Regions from separate parts of the Hordeum vulgare genome. Here region 1 is linked to region 2. The links are chromatin contacts, called in public Hi-C maps. All regions are on one chromosome and are shown on one strand. Each heading gives the region's core, a stretch centred on a gene start, on an enhancer-like site or on the middle of the called end of the contact. The rest is flanking DNA. Distances are from core to core; before and after follow the strand shown. Region 1 holds the start of LOC123411287 (NEP1-interacting protein-like 1). Region 2 has its middle 5.0 kb from the start of LOC123411280.

Region 1 (2,768 bases), core at 223-2,722, 150 kb after region 2:
ATAACAAAATTAACATCACATGATAAAAGTGACATCCACTACTTGAACCATCTATGCATCATCAGCACTACTCGATGATCAGTGTTGGATCATTTTAAAATTTCCTTCAGTTCATCCTTAGTCAGAATATCTCGATAGCAAATGCTCATCAGTTCTAGCCTGACCTCTTCTGCGCCGGGAGGAACAGAGAATTGCTCGATCGGTGGCAATGGGTCGCCATCGACCATCTCGCCGCACTTCTGTCCGTCGTAGATGCCACTATCATCCACGAGCGCATGTTGGCCGTCCTCGTCCTCCAGGTTGGCACCATCCACCTTCATGCCCCTCACGGCGAGCGCGTGCAGCAGTTCGGTGAGCTGTTGCACCTTGTCGGTCAGCTTGTTCACCTTGTCGACCAACGCATGCACGACGTGCTCAAGTGCGTGGACGCCACCGTCCTTCAGGTGCATGCTGCACTCCGCGAACGCGCCGCCTTCCACGACTGCGTCGCCGTCCGTGGGCGCACTGCCTTCCATGACTGCGTCGCCATCCGCGAGCGGCAGGAGGCCACTATCCGCAGACACGCTGCCTTCCATGACTGCGTCGCCGTCCGCGAGCGGGAGCACGACGCCGTCCGCGAGGGCGCTGCCCTCTGCGAGCGAGAGAACACCACTGCTCGTGAGCGCACCGCCTGTGGGGAGCACGCCTCCGTACACGAGCTCGCTGTCGTCCACGTCGAGCAAGCTGTCTTCCGCGAGCAAACTTTCATGCATGGACTCACTATGCTCTACAGGTTGGCTGTCCTCCCACAACCATGATGGGTGGATTTCATCCATAGAAATGGAGGGGATGTAGAGGAGAAGGGAGAGTGAGATGTGGAGAATGGGAGGGTGAGATGAGACCCGTGGGAAGGAGAGGAAGAGGTAGGCAGCTGGTTTCCTTGGGAAGAGGCGGTGGCTGCGGCGCTGTACATGGAAAAGAGGCGTTGGCTGTGCATGGGAAAGAGACATGCAATAATTGGAAAGGAGGGGTAAAGTTGGAAACAACAGCCAAGAAAAGCTAGTACGCAGAGCATTGAGGGAAAAATCAACTTTTCTTAAACGCAAAGAAAAAAGGACCGGAGGGAGTACTGGGGACTGAATTTACCAAGTCCGGATGTAGAAGCTCTAACCTAGAAGAAACCTACGTCTACAGAATCACCCATCTTAATTCATCTAGGTCCCAGCCTCCCAGGATACCGTGACTGCCGCAAACGATGGGGTCGAGTGCTGCTAAGCTGAATAAACAAGCTACACAGAGGCACGAGCTCGTGCACTAGACCCACCGAAACAGAGCCGAGAACACAAGCGGCCCACGCCACGCCGCAGCCGCAGCCGCAGCGAGGACAGGACAAAATCAAAACCAGTGGCGGCCTCACCACCGGACCCGACCACAGATTTCCTCTCACGTTCCCGCGCCGCTATTTATACACACGACCCCGCTCTCCTCGTCTCCACTACCATCCTACTCACCATCACGCACCATTCCCTCTTCTCCCCTCCGCGCCACCGGCGTGCGTGCGTGCGTGCGTCGTCAGTTCGCTCCAGCTCAGTTGAGTTCAACATCCGGCTTCTCGGTTCGGTCTCCCTCCCGCGATGGACACGTCGGCGTCCCCTGGTCCCAGCTCGTCCGCGCCGGAGCCCCGGCAATGGCCCGGCGGTCGCCCAGGGCTGGGGTCCGTGGCGCTTGAGCTGGCCTGCAAGGTGCTCTGCGTCGTGGCGACCTGCGCCTTCGCGGCCGTGGGGTCGCTGGTCGGTGCGGTGTCGGGGTCGGTGATCGGGCTGGCGACGGAGAGCGGGGTGGTGCGCGGCGCCGGCATCGGCGCCATCTCCGGCGCCGTCTTCTCCATCGAGGTCGCTGAGTCGTCGCGGGACCTCTGGCACACCAGCGACTCCGCCGTCTGGAGCGTCCTCTTCATGGTACGTATATCACTGCATTGCCACCTACCCTTCTCCATTATATACCCACGGAATGGAGCAGTTTCTCGCACGATGCGACGCGATCGCCTCCGAGACGAGGCGAGTTTTGCAGAATTCAGAGCACTCCGCTGCCCTGTTTCTGTAAACGCGATTGAATTTCATGGTATGCATGGGCTATGTTATTGATCATAATAAAAACATCAAAATGATGTCGACTCTCGACTCTCCGAATCGAATCTGTACTTTGTTATTGACGAGGCTACCACTGTTCAGCATTTGTCAGTGACGCACGTCGAGGTACATGGAGTTATGGAGAGTGGCTTATTACTGACCGTGTTTGTACTACTGTACGACGTGCAGGTGGACATCGTCCTCAGCCTGCTGAGCGGGAGGCTGGTCCGCGAGAAGGTGGGGCCGGCGGTGCAGAGCGCCGTGCAGAGTCAGGTAGAGCCTCGACCTCAGCCCGAACGAAAATCATGGCGCACCATGCTTGATTTAAATACCAGTATTTAATAAGGCTCTTTACGACGCGCGAGTGATCAACCACTCCAATTAATTAACCAATCTCCCTCAGCATACATACTTACTCCACCATCATGAGGTGACTGTCACTCTGTCAGTGATAGCTCATATGCATTGTCTAGTGGAGTAGTATGTAGTAGTACAAGCTATTGCTATCTTCAGACACAAGGATTTCTTGTGAGGAAATCCATGCACAAGAGAAGACAGCAACCTAAAAAGGGCTTCTCTTTTGGTAACAAACATGGGTGGTTACAAAGGTGCTATCCTAGTGCAAATCTTGTAGATCACTCGCTGAGTCACACTCGCTAT
Region 2 (2,756 bases), core at 107-2,606:
TGGTGCTGTGGTTATTACCTCTGCCTTTTCTCAAAAGGAATACAACTAAATTCAAAATGTTCTAAAAGTTTCTTGTTCTACTCTCCTATTAGAAGTTTAGTACTATTTATAATCAAACATAGAAATGCACTTGAAAGTAATCTTTTAAGAAGGAAGAACTCACTCTTCGGACAACCCCTACAAATTCAAAAGGAATCTCCTATTTCCCGCATTTTGCGTCAAGTATTGGAGGCACCACACAAGGAGATTGAACGATTGTTCTAACTGCTACGGTCCATTTAAGCGGAACATCTTAAGGCGGTTTTGCGAACCTTTTAGAGATTTCTAGCCGGGTTTTTCTGATTTTGCAAAACTTCTAGAATGTTCCCACAACCGTTTGTCTTGTTTTTTGTTTTTATTTTTTCTTTTTTGTTTCTTTTCTTTGTTTCCGTTTCCAAAAATGTTCTTGATTTTCAAAAATTATTCTATAAATTCAAAAAATATTTTTGTGTTTATAAAAAATGTTCGAAGTTACAAATATTAGCCATTTTTTAAAAATATTCATAACTTCAAAAACTCTTTGGGATTTTTAATAAATATTCGTTTTGTAAGAAAATGTTCGGAATTTTAATAAAATGTTTGGTCTTTCCAAAAATGTTCAAAATATCAAAACACATTCAGTTTTTATACTAACTTCTTGTTGGCAAATTGTTCTTAAAGTTTGAAAAAAATTCTTGCTTTTAAAAAATGTTCGAAAAGATTGTCGTTTTTAAAAGTTTGATCATAAATTCCAAAATTGTTCTGGATTTTAAAAAAATCTTCAAATTCGAAAAATGCCTTTGTTTTTTATATAAAGTTCGAAATTTTAACATTTGCCGTTTTGAAAAAATATCCATAACTTCAAAAATTGTTCGGGATTTTCAAACAAATGTTCGATATTTAACAAAAATCTTCAGTATTTTAAAAAAATGTTCGTTATTTCCAGAAAAAATCGCTATTCCAAAATTTCCTTCAATTTTTAAACTAAGTAAGTTTTCCAGAATTATTCTTAAATTTCGAAAAATGTTCTTGTTTTAAAAAATGTTCCAGAATTATTCTTAATATTCAAAAAATGTTCTGTACTTTCGAAAAATATTCCGCAAATTCAAAATATGTTTTTCCTTCCAATTCGAAAAGTTAAGGAAAAAGGAAAGAAAAAACGAACCAAAAAACTAAAATAAAAGGAAATAAACAGAATAGGAGAAAAAAGGAACATAAAAAAGGAAAAATATCATATCTCCTTAAGACAAATAAAATGCGTCCAGCCTAGTCAGGCGACCCCTTGTGTGCTCGCTTGGCAGTTAGCCCCAACGAGCGGCGCATAGGAGGTCCCCACCGGGAGCTCCTGCCCGTGGCTCATTGCGGCAGCAACTCTGGCGCCGCACTGGGCGGTCGCCCTGTCTGTGTTGGCCAAGTTTTTTTTTTCTGTTACTTTTTTCCATTTCTGTTCATTTCCTTTTTTGGTTCTTTTTTCTACCTTTTTCCTTTTCTTTTTGTATTTGAAGCAAGACCATTTTTTGAATGTGAAGAACAACTTTGAAAAATCGTGAACAAATTTGAAAGCACGAACATTTTTTGAATCTTGGGAACATAACTTTAAAAACCCCCAAAAAGTTTGAAAGCACAAAAAAGCATGAACATTTTTTAAATTTTGAGAATACATTTTGAAACCGAGAAAAATTCTGAAAAATCGTGAACAAATTTGAAGCACAAAAAAACTTAAAGCACGGACATTTTTTGAATGTTGAGAACAAAAGTTTGAAAAGTTAAATAATTTTGAAAAAACCCCGACCTAATTTGGAAGCGCGAACAAATTTTTAAAGCATGAACATTTCTCTAATTTTGAGAACAAATTTTGAAACAGAGAACAAATTTAGAAGCGCGAACAATTTTTTAAAGCACGAACATATTTTGAATCTTGAGAACAAAATTTTGAAAAATCTAGAACAAATTTAGAAACACACAAAAAAATCACAAACATTTTGAAAAATCCTGAATTAATTTGGAAGCTCGGACAATTTTTTAAAGAACGCACATTTTTTGAATCTTGAGAGCAAAATTTTTAAATGGAGAACAATTTGAAAAAACCCGAACAAATTTGGAAGCGCCAACAATTTTTTAAAACACAAACATTTTTTGAATCTTGAGGATAAGTTTTGAAACCGAGAACAATTTTAAAATTTCTGAACAAATTTGAAAGCATGAACAATTTTCTAAAGTACGAACACTTTTTTAGTGTTGAGAAAAAATGAAACGGAGAACAATTTTGACAAAAAACCCTAACAAATTTGGATGCACAAACAATTCTTTTAAAACAAACATGTTTTAAATCTTGAGAACAAATTTTGAACCGAGAACAAATTTGAATCTTAAAAACAAATTTTGAAATCAAGAACAATTTTTTGAAAATACAGATCAATCTTATAAAATTAAGAATTTTCTTAAATATCCAAAAATATTTTTTGAAAATTAGGAACATTTTTTGGAATAGAAATAGAAAAGAAAGGAAAGATTAAAAACGGAAAAGTAAAAAAATATGTCATGAGAACCTTCTAGAAATTTTCCAATACCAGAGAAAACCGGGTGGGAACCTCTAGATGGTTTCCAAAACCAGGACGCTGCAACGCCGCTAGATCGCCTCCTGTTCTGTTCTGTGCGAAGCCGGACACCGCTTGGGCGAATAGGGTTTTCCGTCCCAACTACTTTGCCCGCAACGTGTTGGTTAGTTCACAAATGTG

The links. A called contact is a pair of places that touch in the nucleus more often than the background predicts.
Region 1: a Hi-C map of seedling shows a contact between it and region 2, with 2.1 times the contacts expected there. The contact joins the promoter of LOC123411287 here to the enhancer-like site in region 2. A contact is called at or near these places in 2 of 6 Hi-C or Micro-C datasets (leaf and seedling) and 1 of 1 datasets of contacts at active chromatin or transcription factors (embryo).

What each region holds. Positions count from the first base shown.
Region 1 is chr1H:368,934,847-368,937,614 of MorexV3_pseudomolecules_assembly, forward strand. LOC123411287 (NEP1-interacting protein-like 1) reads left to right here and starts at 1,473. Exons shown (of 3, transcript XM_045104220.1): 1 at 1,473-1,937; 2 at 2,298-2,381. The coding sequence starts at 1,614.
Region 2 is chr1H:368,784,450-368,787,205 of MorexV3_pseudomolecules_assembly, forward strand. No RefSeq gene overlaps it. Among protein-coding and RNA genes, the nearest start is that of LOC123411280, 5.0 kb to the right of the region's middle. Within about 2 kb of position 1,357, at least 2 of the 3 cell types and tissues checked have open chromatin away from gene starts, as enhancers often do. A contact at or near this core is called in leaf and seedling, where this site is marked.